Regions from separate parts of the Mus musculus genome. Here regions 1, 2, 3, 4, 5 and 6 are each linked to region 7. The links are chromatin contacts, called in public HiChIP or PLAC-seq, Micro-C and promoter capture Hi-C maps. All regions are on one chromosome and are shown on one strand. Each heading gives the region's core, a stretch centred on a gene start, on an enhancer-like site or on the middle of the called end of the contact. The rest is flanking DNA. Distances are from core to core; before and after follow the strand shown.

What was found. Hi-C and Micro-C count contacts between places; a contact is called where the count stands out from the background. HiChIP or PLAC-seq counts read pairs in DNA pulled down with a chosen protein or histone mark. Capture Hi-C pulls out chosen DNA fragments and counts their contacts.
Region 1: a contact with region 7 is called in a Micro-C map of embryonic stem cells, with 2.2 times the contacts expected there. The contact joins the promoter of Adgrl1 here to the promoter of Zswim4 in region 7. A contact is called at or near these places in 3 of 484 Hi-C or Micro-C datasets (CD4 T cells and embryonic stem cells), 4 of 115 datasets of contacts at active chromatin or transcription factors (effector CD8 T cells, embryonic stem cells, large pre-B cells and 1 more) and 1 of 9 other capture datasets (adipose tissue).
Region 2: an H3K4me3 HiChIP or PLAC-seq map of embryonic stem cells shows a contact between it and region 7, with 16 read pairs. The contact joins the promoter of Ier2 here to the promoter of Zswim4 in region 7. A contact is called at or near these places in 2 of 39 promoter capture datasets (embryonic stem cells and neural stem cells), 12 of 115 datasets of contacts at active chromatin or transcription factors (the 230-238 cell line, bone marrow-derived macrophages, double positive thymocytes and 4 more) and 2 of 9 other capture datasets (liver and macrophages).
Region 3: a contact with region 7 is called in a promoter capture Hi-C map of liver, with 2.7 times the contacts expected there. The contact joins the promoter of Lyl1 here to the promoter of Zswim4 in region 7. A contact is called at or near these places in 1 of 39 promoter capture datasets (embryonic stem cells), 1 of 484 Hi-C or Micro-C datasets (B cells), 2 of 115 datasets of contacts at active chromatin or transcription factors (bone marrow-derived macrophages and effector CD8 T cells) and 2 of 9 other capture datasets (liver and pancreatic islet).
Region 4: an H3K4me3 HiChIP or PLAC-seq map of embryonic stem cells shows a contact between it and region 7, with 8 times the contacts expected there. The contact joins the enhancer-like site here to the promoter of Zswim4 in region 7. A contact is called at or near these places in 2 of 484 Hi-C or Micro-C datasets (embryonic fibroblasts and embryonic stem cells), 12 of 115 datasets of contacts at active chromatin or transcription factors (the NIH/3T3 cell line, astrocytes, embryonic forebrain and 6 more) and 1 of 9 other capture datasets (adipose tissue).
Region 5: an H3K4me3 HiChIP or PLAC-seq map of bone marrow-derived macrophages shows a contact between it and region 7, with 4 times the contacts expected there. The contact joins the promoter of G430095P16Rik here to the promoter of Zswim4 in region 7. A contact is called at or near these places in 1 of 39 promoter capture datasets (embryonic stem cells) and 1 of 115 datasets of contacts at active chromatin or transcription factors (bone marrow-derived macrophages).
Region 6: a contact with region 7 is called in an H3K4me3 HiChIP or PLAC-seq map of forebrain, with 3 times the contacts expected there. The contact joins the enhancer-like site here to the promoter of Zswim4 in region 7. A contact is called at or near these places in 1 of 39 promoter capture datasets (hippocampal neurons), 1 of 15 datasets of contacts at CTCF or cohesin (the NIH/3T3 cell line), 2 of 484 Hi-C or Micro-C datasets (embryonic stem cells and nephron progenitors) and 3 of 115 datasets of contacts at active chromatin or transcription factors (the NIH/3T3 cell line, embryonic forebrain and forebrain).

What each region holds. Positions count from the first base shown.
Region 1 is chr8:83,898,735-83,901,434 of GRCm38.p6, forward strand. Adgrl1 (adhesion G protein-coupled receptor L1) reads left to right here and starts at 1,364. Exons shown (of 23, transcript NM_181039.2): 1 at 1,364-2,190. It overlaps Gm26721 (predicted gene, 26721), which reads right to left and starts at 993. Exons shown (of 4, transcript NR_166528.1): 1 at 447-993.
Region 2 is chr8:84,661,447-84,664,146 of GRCm38.p6, forward strand. It overlaps Ier2 (immediate early response 2), which reads right to left and starts at 1,406. Exons shown (of 1, transcript NM_010499.4): 1 at 1-1,406. The coding sequence starts at 1,305. The coding sequence ends at 640.
Region 3 is chr8:84,700,154-84,702,853 of GRCm38.p6, forward strand. Lyl1 (lymphoblastomic leukemia 1) reads left to right here and starts at 1,304. Exons shown (of 4, transcript NM_008535.2): 1 at 1,304-1,834; 2 at 2,487-2,700. The coding sequence starts at 2,511.
Region 4 is chr8:84,633,591-84,636,290 of GRCm38.p6, forward strand. Cacna1a (calcium channel, voltage-dependent, P/Q type, alpha 1A subunit) reads left to right here. Exons shown (of 47, transcript NM_007578.3): 43 at 60-173; 44 at 1,959-1,994. It overlaps Gm39212 (a long non-coding RNA gene), which reads right to left. Exons shown (of 3, transcript XR_003947427.1): 2 at 1-2,700. Among named protein-coding and RNA genes, the nearest start is that of Gm39212, 3.7 kb to the right of the region's middle. Within about 2 kb of position 1,306, at least 62 of the 459 cell types and tissues checked have an H3K27ac peak or open chromatin away from gene starts, as enhancers often do. A contact at or near this core is called in the NIH/3T3 cell line, adipose tissue, embryonic fibroblasts and 2 more, where this site is marked.
Region 5 is chr8:84,721,617-84,724,316 of GRCm38.p6, forward strand. G430095P16Rik (RIKEN cDNA G430095P16 gene) reads left to right here and starts at 1,441. Exons shown (of 2, transcript NR_169084.1): 1 at 1,441-1,655. It overlaps Nfix (nuclear factor I/X), which reads right to left. Exons shown (of 11, transcript NM_001371053.1): 7 at 2,112-2,234; 8 at 27-202.
Region 6 is chr8:84,599,137-84,601,836 of GRCm38.p6, forward strand. Cacna1a (calcium channel, voltage-dependent, P/Q type, alpha 1A subunit) reads left to right here. Exons shown (of 47, transcript NM_007578.3): 32 at 2,253-2,369; 33 at 2,620-2,685. Among named protein-coding and RNA genes, the nearest start is that of Gm32854, 12 kb to the left of the region's middle. Within about 2 kb of position 1,310, at least 73 of the 459 cell types and tissues checked have an H3K27ac peak or open chromatin away from gene starts, as enhancers often do. A contact at or near this core is called in embryonic forebrain, embryonic stem cells, forebrain and 1 more, where this site is marked.
Region 7 is chr8:84,235,610-84,238,309 of GRCm38.p6, forward strand. Zswim4 (zinc finger SWIM-type containing 4) reads right to left here and starts at 1,433. Exons shown (of 14, transcript NM_172503.3): 1 at 1,258-1,433. The coding sequence starts at 1,395.

The DNA.
Region 1 (2,700 bases), core at 114-2,613, 340 kb before region 7:
CACACCCCAACCCCCGCACTGAGTTGTCTATATTGCTTAAGTGCCTGGTTTTGGCCCCGGGTTCAGCTTTATAGCCTCCCCCCACCAAAAAAAAAAAAAAAAACCAAAAAAACAAATAAACTATAAGTCTAGGCAGTGGTAGCTTTGGCTCCAGATATTTGGGCCAGGTCGACCCCCTTTCCCATCTAGAGAAGCAATCCTAGGCTTCATCTGTAGCTGGGGGGCTGAACCCAGCCTCTGGCTTCACTCACTAAGTCCAAAGCCTAGGAATCTAAGTCCGATCCGCTGCCCTACTTCTCCGAGTCCATCACCTGCAGTGTAGTTCTTACGTTGTGGAAATCTGCACCGGGCTTTTGCTCTCGCCATCAACCTAAAATTCAATTTTTTTTTTCTTCCCTACCCACCCCCTCCAAAACCAGACGCTTGAGGCGTTTATAGATACTAACCTCTCCTCCGCTCCTGCAGCCTGGTCAGCTCCAGGACCCTGTCCGGTTGCCAAGGCTCTCTCTTCTGTTTGGGGGAGGGGGGCTGTTCTCATCCCATCCTACCTACGCTCCAGTCCTGGCTTTGCGTCCCTCCCTCGTTTTTTTTTTTAATTAATTTATTTATTTATTTTTTTATTGTAGGTCTGGTCTCCCAGGGTAGCGGGATCCACACCACATCCCCTTCCTGTCGCATCACCCAGGATCCAGATACTGCTTTTACCTGCCGGCTCTGTTGCAGCCAGCGCGCGGGATCCTTCCATACCTCAGTCCAGCCCTCATTTTGTCCCTCCCCACCCCACGTCGCTGTTAGGAAGATGGGGGACAGCCTACGCTCTTGTCAGTCACTAAGCAGCACTCCCTCCGGCCCTCCTGCAATCCCGGGTGGGAGACGCTCTGGTCCAGGTCTTTTTTGTTGCCACCGCACAGGCCTGACGCATTACTCCATCTCCCTTGGAAGAATCCGGACCGAAATTTGCGTGCCTCGAGTGCATCTGGCCCTGTCGCAGCTACCTCCCCTCCCACTCCTACCCCCCCACACCGCGCCCCTCCCGTCCCTACCCTCTCTGCCAAATCCGGACCAGGTTTTGCGCAGTCCTTGCACAGCTCTCCATTTACCCCTCACCGGCTAGGCGCCTTTCTGCACAGCACGGCTGCAGAGTCCGTTCCGTTTTTTCTTGCCGCCCGTCGCACCCCACCCCCCCCCAGCCCAACTAGGGGGATCTAGCGCGTCGCCTCCCTCTGCCCACTTTTCCTTGGGGGAGGCGAGTGGAACTCCAGGCCAGGTTTCCGGGCCCTTCCTCGGGGCGCACGGGAGGGCTGCGGAGACTAGTCCCCGGCGGGTAGTCCAGGCCAGGTTTTGCGCTTGTCCGCCGCCCCCCTCCCGGAGCCGGCGGGCCCGGCAGCGCCGAGAGCAGGCGGCTTGTCATTGCTGGTGCCCCGCGCCCGCTCGCTCCGCGAGTCCTGCGGTGCCCACGGGCCCAGCCCCGCGCCCCCTGCTCCGGCCACCCCGGGGGCGCAACGCCGCCGCGCCTGCTTCCAGCTGTGTAGCTCCGGCCCCCTGCGGGCAGCGCGAGCGGTCGGCGCGGGAGCAGTCGGCGCTGCGACGCCCCCGCCCCGCCGTCTGCCGGAGACGCCCCGGCGGATGGGGCCGCGCGGGCCCAGGAGCGGCGCCGCCGGGCGGCGGGGGCCTGCGCGGCCGCCCGGGCAGCCGCGTTAACCCTTCGCCCGCTGCCGTCCGGGGGCGCTGGGAAGTCGCCTGGGCACACACGTGCCGCCTCCGTCGGGGCCGCGGAGCTGCGGGGGAGATGCGGGCAGCCGGCGCCGCCTCGGGGGGCTCCGCCTCGCCCCAGCCCCCCGAGCTCTGACGCCGCCCCCGCCCCTCCGCCTCCACGCCTCGCTCCCCGGGAGGGGCGCAGACCCGCGCGCCCGGGGCCGGGGCCGCCTCCGGAGCGCCGCGATCCGCCTTTTCTTTCCTTTTTTTTTTTTTTTTTATACTCCCCCCCCCCACCCCTTCCCTTTTAAATTTTGGTCGGTGGCGGCGGTGCTGGGCCGGAGGAAAGAAGGGACACGGAGTCCTCCCTCGCTCAGCCACCCCCTCCCCGCTTCCCCCTGGGCCGGGCTCCGGGAGATGTGCCGGGCGGGGGGCCCGGCTTCGCGGAGCCGCCGGAGGAGCGCGCACGGCCGACCCCGAAGCGCCGCTGGACAGGTGAGTGTGCGGGAGCCTCAGGCCACGCCGCACCTGGGCCAGGTGTGCGCGGCGGGAGGGGCGGGGAGCACCCTACCCCCGCCCGCCGGGGGCTTGGTGAGGGTGCGGATGGGCGGCCGCAGGGTGCCCTGCAGGGGGAGGGGACCGCTAGTGTGCCCGCGCGTGGCTGCGTGTGCCCGCGCGCGCGCCGGCCTTTGTGGGGAAGCGGCGCGGCGGTGCCTGCGTGTCCCCGGTGCGTGTGCGCGCGGGTGCTTGGCGCCCTGTTTGTGTAGGTGTCTGGGTGTGAGTGGAGAGGGTGCGTGTGCGCGCAGCGCGCGGGCCCGGGCTCCCCAGAGAAGCCATGTCGGGGGGCTGGCACCGCAGGATGCTGGGCCAGCCCCCCCCCCCCCCCGACATGGCTTGTTTTTCTCTGGGAGGCAGTGGCGCTAATGGTGGTTGGGGGTGGTATGGGGAGAGGTATGTCTGGGTGTCGAGTGAGTTTCAGCCCGGAGGGGTGCTTTGGGCAACCCT
Region 2 (2,700 bases), core at 156-2,655, 430 kb after region 7:
AAAAAAAATTTTCTTTCCTGCCCGAAGAAGCTGTGTCTACGGCAGCAACTACGACCAGCGGCCCACCCGTCCCGCGGTGGTCCACGCCAGGCGATCATCTAGGTTGACCAGTCCCGGGGTCTCCAGCCACTTCAACTCTGATCGCAGATTTGATTGGTTCAGTTCAGGCTCACCCACAGCAGCCTGTGGGGGCGAGGTGACTCAAGTCACTTCCCAGTCCCTAGGGCGGGTCCACACCCTGGCCTCCTCCCAGGCCCCACACCCACGCAAGGCAACAGGAAGCACCCGCGTCTGTCCCATGACGCAACTCTGACCGCTTGCACAAGCGTGCCCACTTGTAGGGGCCGAAACGCGAATGGTAGTGAAACGGCCTTGAAAGGGCAGCCTGGCCCCTAGAGAGTTCGACCCTGAGATTCAAGATCTAGGTGTCCCTTCTCCAAGCCAAGGAAGGGACAGTCCTTTAATAGCACCTATGGACGCACGTCTGGGAGAAGGCGCCCGCGCCCCTCGCTCCTCAGTCCTTCCCCTGGCCTCTCGGCAGCTCGGGCCGCGGCTCTTCTTCACGGCCCCCGCCGGCCTTCGCCTCGGGTGTGCGTTCTCCGCTCCGGTGGCGCCGCTCGAAAGAAGCCACCAGAGCTCTCAGAAGGCCACCACAGCTCGCACCAGCACGTTGAGCATATTGTCGGCCGGGCGGCAGGCTGGCTTGGCCTCGCACGTGGGGGGCGTCGGCGGGGGCACGGCGGGTCCACAGTTCAGGAGACTGGAGAAGCGCCTTTGGAGGACGCGGGCGAGGTTAGGGAAGGCACCTTCGCTTTGTGCCGGAGGAAGCTGCAGGCGATCGGGAACCTCCGACGTCGCCTCCCCCTCCACCTCTTCTAGACGGGCCTTCTTGCTTGGTACCAGTCCGGCATCACTACCGTCGCTCAAATCGCTGCTGCTCCGGCGCTTGCGGCTGACTCTAGCGGGGGGCGGGTCACAGAGCGCAGGGGTCTCCTGGACTCGCAGCACTTCCTCTTGCGTATCCATGGGCTCCGGAGGCTGCACGGCTTCGGGGGACGCTACTTCCACTGCAACTTCGGCTTCCCGCGGCGGGTGCAGGCGAGGGTCAAGAGCCCTGCGGGATGGCGGGAACTCGGGCTGGTGGGCTTCTACCTTGGCTGAGAGGTAGACCTCTCGAGCGCTGCGCATAACGAGGGACAGCTGCAGACTCCGGTGGAGTCGCAAGCCACCTCGCTGCATGCGAGAGTGGTACATCTTCCATACCGACAGAGTCATGATGCGCTGCGCTTCTTTCTGTACTTCCATGCTTGTTCGACGAGAGTAGTTAAGTCGAGAATGGGTTAAGACGGGCGGTGCAGCCCAGACGACAAGCTTACAGCAGCAGGTACTCTGCTAGACGTTCGGGCGAGGGCAGCAAGCCGGAGCCTTTTAATATACTGAGAGTGACGTCACTGCAACACCACGCCCAACCAGAGGGCCTCATCCGGGCTTTCCACAGTGGCTAGCGAGTCCTTAAAGCAATAGGGATAAATTTACGCCTCGAAGGAAAAAGGACTTAACTACTGCAAGGAAGAACTTCCCCACTGCACCTTAAGACACTAGGTTCTGGGTTCTCAGAGTCACCAACGGGCCAGAGGATGAGGCCCACCAACGAGACGGATAGTGGGCGGTAATCTGACTGCAGTGGGGAAAACCCGGGACCGGGGTACATTCCCCGAGGGCACCGTTCATCTTGCCTACCAGCCTGCTAATTAATATTTTTTGAACAGTAAAAACGCTGCTACTTATTAAGCAGTTACTACACGCCAGTTACTACAGTGTTGAACTTTCTCTTTTTATTCAATGTCTCTGATCTCTCACCTCCACTCCATAGAAGATACAGTTTTCCAGGTGAGAAATAGGCAGCCACCTGACCAATATTTACTAAACGAATGATTATATGATTATACTATGGCGAAAGGATCAACTAAAGCCTGCAGCCCTTCTATCTCCACCTTTCTGGACATGGGTGGAAAGTGGGCACGGACACTGTACCCCGTAACCACAGATATCCACCACCTCACGACTGCTCTTTACTTTCAGCGTTAAAGATCTCCCAGTTTTCCGCAACCCAGTGGCATGGAAGTCCCAATGTCCATAGGGCCTGCGATCTTCCCTTGTCAATAGAGCAGTTTTCTGCCTTCATGCCCTCGTGAACGGAATTACTCCAAGAAAGACAGATATCTGGGTCGAGATGGCACAGTGGGTGGAGCCACTTGTTGCCAAGCCTAACGAACTCAGTTCGATTCCCGGTCCCACCGGTCCCACGCCGTACAAGAGAACAGACTTCTATACGATGTCTCACACACACACACACACACACACACACACACACACACACACACACACACACACACACACACACACACAGTAACAAAGAAAAGAAAAAAAGAAGTCGGTTCCACTTTGCATCACTTCCCAAGAAAAACTTGCTTCTAGTTGCAGAAGGGAGAAAAATTCAAATAACCCCTTTCATTTGCTGTGCAGGCCCTTTAAGAAACACCCCCTGCCAGCGGGCAGACTTCCCGCCACTGCAGCCGGCCGACTTCCCTGGCTAAATTTGGATGTAATGACGTAGGTTGGCGCCGCGAACCACTTCCGGATGCCCATATAAGAACAAGGGCAGCCGGTCTTAGCCCGAGGAGAGGGCTTCCGGGGCGG
Region 3 (2,700 bases), core at 54-2,553, 460 kb after region 7:
GAGTATGCTCTCAGAACACAGGCGGCTGCTGAGACACCCAATGAAGAGACGTTCTCTCCCCTCCCCCTAGAGTAGAGGATTATTAATGTTAGGGGAGAGTCCTGGGGCAGAATCTCTCCCAGCACATGCACCCATCACCATCAGTCAGAAAGTGAAGCCCACTGTAGCAAGCTGTGCTAGAGGAGTCACTAGGGTGGGTAACTGGGTCTTTGGCTTAAGCACTTTGATGAGTCTGCATGGCCACTGAGCCCCTCTCTGGGTGTGCCCACAATTAACCAGATACAGGGGACAAGCCTCCTGGAGTGCCTGGGATTCAGCTCATCTTGGAAGTCCCCCTCCCCTTTTTGGGAGGAGGCAGAGTCTCTACATAGACCCGACTACTGAAACTCAATATTTAGACCAGGCTAGCCTTGAACTCAAGAGATTCAACTGTTGGGATCAACATGCCTGGCCCTTTTGGAGCTTACAGCTGGGGTCCCAGGATTTTTGTAACTTTTATACGGATTTTTTTTCTTTGACTTTTTCCTGCATGCATGTATGTGCACCATGTGCAAGTCTGGTGCCCTCAGAGTTAAGATGTCACATTTCTTAGAACTGGGGCTAGGGGGGGGCTGGCGAGATGGCTCAGTGGTTAAGAATGCCGGTTGCTCTTCCGAAGGTCCAGAGTTCAAATCCCAGCAACCACATGGTGGCCCACAACCATCTGTAACAAAATCTGATGCCCTCTTCTGGAGTGTCTGAAGACAGTGTACTTACATATAATAAATCTTAAAAAAAAAAAAAAAAGAACTGGGGTTAGTTATGGTTGTGAGCCATAACAAAGTGTGAGCCCTTTACAAAACCAACATGTGCTGTTAGCCACGAAGCCATCTCTCCAGTCTCTAGGTTTCCAGAATTCAGAAGATCACTCCAGAATACCTGGCAGTGAGGGATACCACCTAGTTGTGGTATGGCTGAGTAGCATCTTGGGGAACTTGGGAGCAACTTCTGGGAAACTCAGATATGGCTTTGACACTCATCTCACCCGCCTGGGCTTGGAAATACGTTAGCAGTGCCACAGGTTCGGGACACCTGCACCTCGGTGTCAGGACACGGCAAGGCCACATTACCAGAATTGTCTCCTTCCGGAGCCCTATTCCTGGGTGTGTGTGTGGGGGGGGGGGGTGCAGTCCACAGGGGGATCTGTAAAAAAAGAGGAACTAGGCTGAGGCTCATGGGTCATGGGGCCTCAGAGGACCGGAAAGGGGCCCCTTCCACCCCCATCAGCATAGGGGGTGGGGTTCAAAGCTAGACCAACCTCAGAGGACATCAGAGGCAGCCTTGCCACCTTTCCCCTTTGCACACGTTTGGCGCTGGGCTCCTGAGGGTTGGGGGGTCTTCCAGTGCTGTGGGAGCAGCAAACCCCGAAGGGTGACTAGCCGGGGTGGATCAGGAGGTGCGCGCTCCGTGATCCCTGCCCGCTGGTTTCCTCCGGGGTCAGCATTGCTTCTTATCAGCCGCGGCCAGGCAGCCAGACCCTTATCTGCACAGGCCCAGCATCCTCTGGCCTCTGCGCCAGCGGGTAAGAGGGAGGAAGCCAGGCTGTCGGGGGCGGGGGAAAGGGCGGGTCGGTCCAGGAGCAGCTCACTTTCTCTTGGAGGTACCCACCACGACGCCTCCGAAGCTACTCAGGCCCTCCGGAGCCCGGGAGGTGGCGCAGCCCAGCTCTGAGGCCCAACGGGAGGGATTACCTGGAGCACACCGGCCGAACTGGACAGTGGAAACTGTCTCCTGACCTGGACTGACAAACCTGACCACACAGCCGGGTTCTCCAAGCTGTGGAAACTGCTACAGGGTAAGAAAGACGCTTTAAACATTAAGGAGTGTCTGTGCCTGTATTCGGTGTTTGTTACTTCATTTATTTATTCATTCACTGGAAGTGAGGAGGCACTGAAATGTCCTCAGTTGGGGAAAACAGGGCAGCAATGTGGGAAGTCACACACTGGCAGGATACCCCAGACCTTAGAGCCCAGCAAACGTGGTAAGTAGGGTGCTGATGGGGTTGGGGGCCAGTAAGAGGAACTTTCAGCAAGGGTAGAGGCCCCTGGAATAGCCATGGAGAGGTGGCAGAGGGTGACTCTTGGAGACTTAGGAGGTCTTAGAGTTAGTCCGGAGATTCCTATCTTATTCCCAGCTGCAGGTAGGAGAGATTCTGAAAGATGGGAACTAGTTCAGAGACTGAAGATGCCCATTACAAACAATTCATAGGGTCAACGCTGCCTAGTATCTGATAGACACCCCCTCTTGTGGAGGAGGCTCCCCTCTTGTGGAGGAGGCCCTCCTTTTAGGTCCTAGCAGTTTCTAGGACCACTTTTCTACCTTTGATTATTGAACCCCCAATCCCTTTCTCGCCTAAGGGTGCTCTTACATTGAAAAGCTCAGGTTAAACAGGTGGGAGAAAGATGGTCTTTGGCCTTCCTTCCCCTTAACTTCACTCTCTCCCACAGGTTAGCATTCTATCCGTGGGGTCCATGTGCCCGCCCCAGGCCAGAGCAGAGGTGGGTTCCGCCATGACTGAGAAAACTGAGATGGTATGTGCCTCCAGCCCAGCACCTGCCCCTCCCTCTAAGCCGGCCTCACCTGGGCCCCTTTCTACAGAGGAGGTGGACCACCGAAACACGTGCACTCCCTGGTTGCCTCCCGGCGTGCCAGTGATAAACC
Region 4 (2,700 bases), core at 56-2,555, 400 kb after region 7:
GAAAGGGTTCTCCCATACAGAGGCTCCAGACTCACCCTACCCCACCCTCTGCCTGACAGTCTGTGGAGATGCGAGAAATGGGTACTGATGGCTACTCAGACAGCGAACACTACCTCCCCATGGAAGGCCAGACCAGGGCCGCCTCCATGCCCCGCCTCCCAGCAGAGAACCAGGTGAGAGCTTGCAGGATTCTGGGCTGCCCCACACAAGTTACTGAGGATCTTATACCTCTCCCTTGGGGACCCCAGCCTGGGTGGGACCATCTGTAGCTTCGTGGGTGGGTTAGGGTGGAGACCACCCTTTCCTGACTCCTTCAGAGCCTGGTCCTCCTAACCGCTCTCTGACAAAAGCCAGAGAGAGATGGAGCACCTTGAGGCACATGGTAGTCAGTGCCAAATGGCTTCTGTCTGCCCTATTTGAGAGCACAAAGGGGCGGAGTGGGCTCGGAAGGGGTGGGTCCAGCTCTGGTGAGAGATGCCTTTGGGAATGCCTGCTTCAGCAGCATGAGGCGTCTCACACACCCAGGAGGCTGAGGAAAGAGGAATTCCAGGGCAGCTTAGGCTATAGACCTGGATCACCTCTCAAACAAGCAACACGACTTACATCTATAATCCTGCCACTTGGAAAGTGGAAACAGGAAGATTGGGAGTTCACAGTCAGACACTGCTCTATAGCTAGTTCGAGGCCAGCCTCTCACTGTGTGAGATCCTGACTCAAAACAAAACTAAAGAATCCTGACTAGTAGCTAGAGAAGTGGCTCACTGGGTAAGAGCATGCGCTGCTCTTGCAGAAGACCTGACTGAATTCCAGCACATGCCGGTTCACAGCCTCCTGTAACCAGAGCTCCAGGGACCCAGTGCCCTCTCCTCGCCTTCTCAAGCACCTACACACAGGTGCACAAACTCACACACATGTACACAAATAATAAACTAATTAAAAAAAAAAAAGAAAACTAGAATCCTAACTCCACAGCTGGAGAGTGGAGCTCATGGTATCCCCCTGCTTAGCATGGGCGGACCTGGTGCACTTCACACACATACCACTTACATGCAATACATACATACATGCACATGCATCCGTGTGTTCCCAGTGTTAACAGGCATGTCCGTGTGCACGCACATGGCCTGCTGCCTTCAGGAATAGAGCATGTCTGAAGAATCACAAAGCAGAGTCTGGGTGTTCCTGGGATGGCTGTCACATGTCTGGGAGGGTTGGGGGGTTGGGTGTGTACATGGTATGTGTGTCTCAGTGTGGCTGCTTCTCTTAGCTACTCCAGCCCCTTATAGGGAAGGCAAGATCCCCATGGGGACAGAGAAACAAGCATGCCTGGCTACTGCGCAATCGCAATGCAATCGGGAATGGGGATAAAGCCCAGGCTGCTACTGAGGACAAGAAGAAAGGGCAGGAGGAGGGGGGCAGCGGGAGGGGGCAGGCATGTCTGGCTGGGGCAGCTTGCCCTGCATTATGTAGCAGATTCGCTGTGTCTGGCTGGGTCATCATGGCCCAAGGGCCTGGCCTCTGGCTGTTGTGACCTTGGGGTGCATGTAGCTGCCCCATCCCTTCTGTCAGGCCTGGCCTGCTGGTCCCAAAACAGAGATGAGCCAAGCTGGGCTGAAGGCCACCTGGAAGCTTTGAGCTGAAGCTGGGGCGAGGCGGGGGAGGGGTGCTGGGCCGCAGTGCATCGCATGAAATGGGCCAGGAGCCTGTGGCCTTGCTGTCCCATCTGTCAGTCTCGTGTCTCTGCCATCTGTCTGTCTCCTGTCTCTTCTGTGCCTGTTGTGGGGGACAGCCAGCGGGGTCCTGGAGCACCCCCTCATCCGACACCACTGACACCGAGTTTTAACCTCTCTACCCTCCACCTCCTGCATGGACCACCCACTCACCATCCTTTCTGCCTTTTATATTTATTTCCTTCTTTCTGTTTTTTCTGTGTGCGCCATCCTGTGGGGCTGGGACAGAGGAGAAGGGGCCGGCCACGTGGAAATGACCTCAGTGTATGTACCGCGCCCGGCCAGCTCGGCTCCAGCCCCTCTCCCTCCCTGCCCTGTCTGTGACAGCTCCCACCATCTCCCACTACCCTCCACCCTACCCTTTCGTTCCAGATCCCACCCTAGCCCCACCTTGTGTGTTGGAGGAGCCCCTTCCTTGTGTGTTGTGTCCTGTGTGTGCAAGGGGCCACACGGCACCCCACATCGTCTTCAGAGCCTCCAAGAGGCCGACCTGCCCACCCTGCCCATTTCTTGCGGGTCTGTTCCTCCAGTTCAACCAGTGACCACTGGCCTACTGCCTCAGGTCCCTTAGCTCCTGCCTTGGGCTGGGTCCTGCACATCAGAGTTGGAGCAGGCCTGGTCCAGTTGGCCCTGTCTTCCTTCTTCTGCCTGCTACAGAGAGACCTGAAGACTGTCCATGGCAGAGCAAGAGCAAGGATTCTGGGACAGTAAATGCAGACTCAGAATGGTCTCCAGCACCTCCACTGCTAGGGCAGGCCAAGCTGGGCCTGAGGGATAGGGACCAGAGGTGGGGATGGGCGTGAGGGGCAAGAGAGTTGGGCCAAGGAGAAGCAGGGCTCCCAGGTCTGCACTCTGCAAACTGAGTATGCTTCTTGTCAGTCAGCCAGCCTGAACACCAGGGCCTCCTGGAGAGCAGGGCGAGGGGTTAGCCAGGGCCTTCTGGCCAAAGTCCAGCACATACCCTAAGAAG
Region 5 (2,700 bases), core at 191-2,690, 490 kb after region 7:
GGGCCTCCTGCGCCCTCTGGACTCACCTGTCCGGTGGCCTGACCCGAGCCGTCAGAGCACACAAACTGCACAAACTCCTTCAGCGAGTCCTGCCCATGGTGGTGGTGGTAGCGGATGGTTGGGTGTGTGAAATACGGGCTCGACTGCTGGATGATGGACGTGGAAGGGAAGTGCAGCGCTGATGCCGTGGCCCGGGGGCTCCCTGTGTGCACACAGGCAGGGGAGAGAAAGGGTGTGAGAACAGCCACGTGGAAAAGCAAGACACAACGGCTGGCAAAAGGGCTGAGGGTCCTGAGGAAGAGGCAGGATGGGGCAGAAGCACTGTGTCAGGCACAAAACGCCTCAGTCATCTAAGTTAAAAAAAAAATCAATGCAATAAAATAAAATAAACTGGCAGGCTAGTACCTGAGGGCCAGCTGCTTGCTTTTATAAATACTGTTTGCCGGGAGCTGGCGTGGGGGTTAGCTGAGGCAGGTGAACAGCCAGCTACCAGCGCAGGGTTGGGTTGGCCTATTTAAAATTGTTAGGATGTTGCTTTTCTGGTTGGTTTGTTGCTATCTTGTAGCCGGGGCTGAACTTGATGACCTTAAATTCTGGACCCTCGCAGGCACGTGCTGGGCACTTTCTTGTTGTTTGTTTTCGGATGGTTGATTTTCTTTTGTCTTTGCAGTACTGGGGTGTGCTTTCTGCCACCACGCCTCAGTCCCAGCAAACTGTTACAATGTTACTTGCTTCTCATAAGGTTTTGCTCTTGTTTGGTTTTTGAGACAGTCATAGGGCCTCCAATTCTTGATCCTCCTGCCTCAGCCTCCTGTGTGCTGGGATTTCAGGTGTTAGACTCACCCTATGCTTTGCAACTGTTTTTACTGTTTAGAAACAACACACTAATATGTTACTTATTGCCGGTTGAGTTTTTTTAGTATCCTTGACATTTTCCTTCTTTTACCCTTGGCAAACACCTCACTTGCCCCGTCCTAGGTGTGAGCCTGCCTGAAAGGACCGACACCAGATTACCACAGCCCCGTGGTCTCTGGACAAGCAGACCCTGCCTGTGCAGGATCGGCACCCGGCACACACACAACTCCAAATGTGTAAGTGGATGCTTAGGCCCCCCTCATGTGTTGGCCCTGCCGCTGTGAACTCACAGTTCCTACCCCTGTACAGGCCTCAGCTCTTCCTCAAGTTCTCCCCCTTCCTGTCTGTTTCCAATCAGCTCACTCTTGCTCTCAGTTTCATTAGGGGGCTGAGGAAACTTGGCTTCTCTCTGGAGTTCATAAAAATGGAGCGCAGCAGGGTGGAGCCTGCCTCCCTCCTGCCGCCTGCACAAGGCCTGGGCTCCCTGCCCCCACCTTGTGGCCACCACACCCTGCCCCAGTGCTGGCTGCCTCTGGGCTCTAAGCCAGGAGGCCCCAAGGAGGAAGCCGGGAGGTAAACCTCCCTGTCGCGTCCTACAGAAGAGAAGAGAGGCATGGCAGATACAGGGCCATGTGCAAACAAAAGCCAGGCCTTTGCTGCCAGATGGGTGCTGAGGCGGAAGCAGCACGTGCAGGAGGGCCAGGTTCCCGGGTATCCTGCCTGGCCCCACCCTCAGGAAGATCCAGCATCTTCTCAGGGCCTGAAGATGCCCTCAGAGCAGCAAGACAGTCCTTTTCATGGTGAGCCTTGTCCTTCTGGCCCAGCCCTTCACTTCTGGGAAAAGCAGGGAGGCCCAGATTTGGTGCCGGTTTGCTCTAGGACAGACACCAGGAACCTGGACTGCTGAGCAGTACTCTTTCTAATCCACAGGAGAGCAACTTGGCTCAACTACTTGCTGGTGGGGGAGGGGGAGGCTGCATGCAGCTCCCAGTGAGCATGTGCAGACCATGCACCCAACACAGACTTAACACAGCCAGAGTTAGCATGTGGGAGGGATTCTAGGAACCGAGTGGGCAGCCTGGTTCTCAGAGTTACACTGCCCATCCCATGCCACCCCACTGCTGTGCCACGACCCACTTGGGGAGCCCAGATCTATAACTTAGATTGATCCCTGGCCCCCTGTTGCTCCTGGCCAGCTGCCCCTTGCTGTGGCTGCCTCCCGCAGTGTCCCCTTAAGCCCCGCCCCCATCTCTCACCTGGTCTGACTCCAGCAAGCACAGGCAGCGGGTGGTGGGTGAAAGCCATGCGTGGGGAACTGCCCTGAGAGGAGAGGGCGCTGCAGAAGTCCAGCTTTCCTGACTTCTTTAGAGAAGCAGGGCCTGGGGGGAGGAAGCAGCAACACGCAGGTTTAGCTGGCTGGGGTAGGAAGCCAGCTAAGCAGCCCGCTCCTTCTCTTCTCAGCACCCAGCAGCCCTTCCTCCACCTCGGGCCCTGCTCTGCTCCTCCTGGGGCCTGACCTCAGGGGTGCAATCTGGCTACAGTTGCTTCTGCAGAGAGGAAAATGAGGCCCCTGGTAACATGTGGGAGGATATGCTGGGCAAGGGTGGCTGGCAGAGGAAAGCATCCTGCTCCTGACGGTCGATAAAGGAATTAAAATGGGTACAAGGCTGGCATCTAGGAAGGGATGCACGAGGAGCCCACAGATGCCTGCTGGAGAGCCATGAAAGGAGCCAGAGCGCCAAGGGTGGGACGCACAGGCTGGGGGCTGTGACAAGACACCCTGGCCTGAAGAAACCAGCACTCTCTTTCTGGAGAAAAGGAAAAGGGAAAGCATGGTTAGAAGCC
Region 6 (2,700 bases), core at 60-2,559, 360 kb after region 7:
ATGTGTGTGCGTGCTCAGCAGCTGCTAGATCCCTGCTTCTGCATGTGCCAGTTTGCCCTCGGCCCCACACTGCTCCCAGGAACCCCTGCCTCTGCATGTCTGGCCGAGCCCACATGTTATGATCCACCCCATGGAAGGGATGGCTTGTTCTCCGGGGGGTTGAGGGAGAGGGTGGGGAATACTTCTTGGTTAGTGGTCCCATCCCCAGGAAAGCTTGGTGGCCAGGCAAGACCAGGCATCAGGTCAGCGGGGCACGGTGGGTGACTCTTAGCTAGGTTTGCAGGCTTATGTGAGACTTTTGGAACAGGCTCACAACAGTTGGGCCTAAGAGTGTCCTGATGTAGGAGCCCAAGGCTATTCCCCATCCCAGAAGCCCAAAGGCCAAGTCTTTTGCCCCAGAGGCCTCTTACCAGGCTCCGAAATTCTTCAATATCCAGTCACTGCCTCTCTGCTTCCAAGCCAGAGCTAGCTAGCTCATGGCAAAGACCCAGTAAAAGGATGCCTCTGGGAAGGAGGCTAAATATAGCCAAAGACAAAGCATAGTGATGACCCCCCTTTCATCCCAGCACTTGGAAGTCTGAGGCAGGAGGATCTCAAATTCAAGACCAGACTGAACCATAGCATGACCCCCTTGCAATAAAAAAATAATTCATTATGCAAATAGGGACACTTGAAATTCCGAAGAATGCTCTTGTCAGGGCCGCTTATCCATGCACCTCCAGTCATTAGGCCTCATTCGGTCTTGCCCTATGATGTGTCTCCAGGACTCCTACAGATCTTAAGACTGGGGCACCAGAAAGCTCCCTTCTAGCCAGAGACCCCATTCCCTCCTGCCTCCTGCCTGCTGGTCGTAACCATGTGGTCCCCAGGCAGAAAACTCACAATGCTCTGTGGGCCAATCACCAGAGAGCCCGGGAAACTGGAGAGCATATAGCCAGACTCCAGGGGACAGCTACGAGAGGCCTGGGGGAGCCAAAAATCCAGATCGGTGGGCAACGTCCAAATTTAAAATTAGCAACTTTGTATTTAAAAACAAAACCACTTAGGCCCAACAAATTACTTTCATTGGCTATATTGGGTCATTTGCCACCCATCACCAACCTCCGCTGATGCCCCCCTGGAGAGTCCTGGGCCTTGCCCACAGTTTCCAGCCACTGTCTCTCTTCACTAACAGCCTGGGAGGGAGGCCAGAGGCAGTGACTAGACCTGGGTTTGGAGGACAGGCAGGGCCCACCTAGGGAAGTCCAGGGGCCAAGAATAGCCTCATCTCCCCACCCGCAGCAGCGGCCCCTTGGTAGGCCCTGGGCTGATCAGAGCTCACTCGCCCTGGGAGCTGAGACCTTCCTGCTTCCCGCAGGCCTGGTCCCGAGACACCACCCAGCCCCAGAAGCTGAGAAGCCATCCCTGAGAGGGGGGAAAAGGGCCCCTAATGCATCTTCTCCGACTCAGCGGGCAGCGAGGACTCACCCTGCAGCCGAACAGCCCCAGCTCCCTCCCGTCCTCCCCATTCCCGCTCGCCAAGGGGGTAAGAAAAGATGCCCTTCCGCTTCTCCCCATTGGCTCCAGCCGCTGCTCCTCTGGGCCGTGGGGTGAGGTCAGGGCGGGCAGGAGCGGGTGGGCAGCTCGGCAGGGCAGGGCAGGGCAGGGTGCCCGGTGAGTCCCAGGACAGATGCATTTCTGGCCCCGAGCGTAACATGCCCTCGGAACCGCACTTGCCCCCTAGGCCTGCGTGTGCTGGTGCCCTTCCCCCACCCCGCCCGTGTCTGTGCTTTGTACTCTTGTGCTGGGTTCTGCAACTTGACCCGCTTGTGTCCTATCGTCTCAGTGCATTTGGTTGTTGGGAGAAATAAAAACCATCTCGATTTTTTTCCTGATTGGATGATTCGGATGTATTTTCTTTTCTGTGCTCTTTTGTTATTTCCTCCTGGACCCTGTTCCTTTCTTTTCCTCCCCCTTCCCACACCTTTTCCCCACTTGTGAGTGGGCCTGGCTGGGTGGGCTTAAGCTTTTGAGTTGATATCTCTTCCCTCCCCTAACCCCCTCCTCTCCCTCACTCCTTTTTTATTTATTTATTTTTTGAGTTCCCCTCTGCTCCATTGCATTAACGGTGCTTTCTCTCCTCTCCCTCCTCATTTGGGGTGTGGCTTGCTTTTTTCCTATTGGTTGGCTTCATGTAGGGGCCTCTGTGAGTGTTGAATACTCTAAGCTCCTCAGGGTGGGTGGAAGGTCACCTTTCTTCCTCATCTCCTCAGAATAACTTCATCAACCTGAGCTTTCTCCGCCTCTTCCGTGCTGCCAGACTCATCAAACTCCTCCGCCAGGGTTACACCATCCGCATTCTCCTCTGGACTTTCGTGCAGTCCTTCAAGGTGAGACACAGCCGCCGCTACTGCTGCCGGCCCGTCCCGGGCCAGAACAGACCTCCTAGCTCCGGGTAAAATGGGGAAACCACACTGAAAGTGCTTCTGTAATCGTCTGATGTCTACACCCAGCGTCTACAGAGCTCTGAAGGCCCTGTCCCGAAGCCCTGTAGCCTGGGGCACGTGATCACCTGACCCAGTTCAGAAGGCTCTGGGCAAGTCGCGTGGCGCCCTTTCTCACTGCCTTCCTTCCCTCCAGGCCCTACCTTATGTCTGTCTGCTGATCGCCATGCTCTTCTTCATCTACGCCATCATCGGGATGCAGGTGACCCCGCACCCG
Region 7 (2,700 bases), core at 183-2,682:
TCTTCACAGGGACACAAGATGCTGAAACCATAGCACTGGGTCAGTGTCACAGCCTCAGAACGAGCCTGAGGAAGCTGGCATGACAGCTTGAGAACCTGAAGGGGTCAGCATTACTACATCAGAGATGAAGTCAGCTCTTCAGGATCCCTAAACCAAATTGTTCAGACTCCCAACATCAGTTCCACCCTGGGTATTTCTTCCCCTGTTCCTCCCCTGAGGAAAAAAAAAAAAGCCCCTTCTCTAGGAGGGAAGGGCTGACCTGCCATCCCCTGTAGACTCCAAGGAATGGAGCCAGCATTCGAGGCTGTGTTCCAATCTGAGTTGGCTAGTGACTGGCTGGGTGACCTTGGGCAAGTTTCTCAACGTCTCTGTGCCCCAGTTTCCTCAAAGTGAGAACAACTCCACAAGGGCTCCAGAACCTGCCCAGAGTTCTCTTAGCACCTGGCTGGGCCAAGGCAGATCTGTGAGAGTCCTGAAGACAGTTTTACGGTTCTTCTGTGCATGTCACATAGGGTGAACAGCACGGAGGCCCTACCCAAGGTTTCTACGAGAGAAGGGGGAGTCAGTGATTCGGCTCCTGACAGTTGGCAGATGACTAAGGAGGGATTTTCCGGTCATGAATCAGAGCCTGCTCAGTCCACGGTCAGTCCAAACCCATCCATCCTAACTCAGGAAGAGTTGTGAGGCCAAGAACACTCAAAGTCAGACTGAAAGACAGCTGTATGGGACTGAGAGGAGCCTCGGACCCTTCCCATCTTCTTGGGGGACCCTTAGACAGAGAGAGGGGAATTTTTTCTCGGGACACCACTCCACAAGTCACAGAGTAGGGGTTCCAGGAGCCTCTCTGCCTCTGTATCCCAATCTTGGCTCTGGAATAGCTGGAGGGAGGGGGAAGGGGGGAGGAGGGGCACAGAGCCCTTCCCTCAGTGACCCTGCCTCTTGTCCCACAGTCGGGGATCTGGAGAGGACTGGTGGGCTCTGGAGGCTGGAGCAAAGGGATACAGGGGTGTCATGTATAGGCCCTGCAGAGACGGGGGTCTTCTTCCTGGAGGGTGGGACAGGGAAACCCTACGGCAGGAGTGGGGCAGTGTGGGTCTCTGGGCTGGTGTGTCTCTTGAGGAAGAAAAGAGGTCAGAATAGAGACCCGGAGGGTCGCGGGCAGAGAGGCTCGGGGTGCGGGGCCCGGGGTGGCGGTGTGGGGGGCTGGCTGCTGGGGAGGGGGCGAGGTGTGAGGCCTGGGGCAGGCCGGGGCCTTACCTGCTCGAAGGCCCAGCTCTCGGCCACCCGCTTGGCGCTAAGGTCCAACAACGGCTCGGGGCGACTGCGACGGGCCCCGGTCCCGGGCTCGTCCCCCGCGGGGCAGCCCCGGCTGCGCTTGGCCGCCGGGGGCTCCATCCGGCCGAGCCGGCCGGACGACGCGGCCCCTTTAAGACTCTTCACAACAATGAAGCCGTCTTAGCAGCCGCTGCCTCCTCAGACGAGGCCCCGCCCCCACCGCCCTATTTCTCCCTTTCTATTGGCTGTCCTCAAAGACCCGCCTCCAAGATGCCGCTGTTCATTCGACAATCTCCACGTCCGTCTTTTCTGTGCCATCCAATAAGAGGTCGCAAGAAGAGTCGCTGTCCATCACGGGGCGGTATGAGCCAATCAAAATGAGGGAACCCCACGGCTTGGCCTTGTGAGGAGTTTCGGGGAGGTCTCACGTTCATTCACAACATTCCTTCTCCGCCCCTTTGGGCCGGCCCTCTAGCCTGGCGGCTGGGGCTGCGCCTACACACGGCTTTGTTTACGGAGGGTCGCTTCCGGCCGCCTCCCGGCCGGGGTTGACTCTCTCTGAGCTGTAATGACCCTAGAAACTCAATAACCTCTCTGGGCCACTGGTACAGTTTGGATGCTCTAAGAGCCGACCCGGGCCAGCACAGTCCTTCCTAGCAATGCGCTCGCTGTGGGCTGTTAACTTTACGAGTTCCTCTTGAGCTGCGAGCTAAGACACCCCAATCCTTTCTACGTCTGTGGAATGAACATGAAATTGCCCATTTCGACCCATGAGAGTGTTAGTTTCATTAGATTGGACTTAATGCATGTCAAATCCCCCACTTCGAATCGTTTTTTCCCCCTGACTCAGCTTATATTTTCCACAGTGCGGAAGCCACTCACCATCTTCGTCATTTTTCCACACCCCACCCCCATGACCTAAGAGAACCTTGCGTTTTCCTACCGTCGCGGCCTCTCCAGCATCATTTATTCATCTAGTCCAGGATTAGATGGCCCACCACCCTGCACTACCTCTGAACCCCCCCCCCCCTTCTCTCATTATGTAACCCTGGTTAGTCTGATTGGAGATCCTCTTGCCTCATCCTTTAGAGCTCTTTGAGATACCAGGGTAGGGGGGTTGTTAAATGTCTCTCTGAACTCTGAGCTCCAAGGATCAAGTGTACGTCCATGGGGAGACAAGTCAGCACGTGGAACAGCGCCCAGCGTACAGTAGCAGTTCAGACTAAAACCTGCCAACATAGCTGTGATCCCATTTAGTGTTTAGGATCCTCAAAGCAGGAAAAACCCAACCTGGTCCACAGAAGCCGACTAGCCCACTGGTTGCTTTTGGACAGACCCCTCCCCACCGTGGCAACTAACAGTCACTCATAAGTAGCCTGTGAACCCTTGAAACAGGGCTGCTCAAGTGGGGCTCTTTTGTAGGGG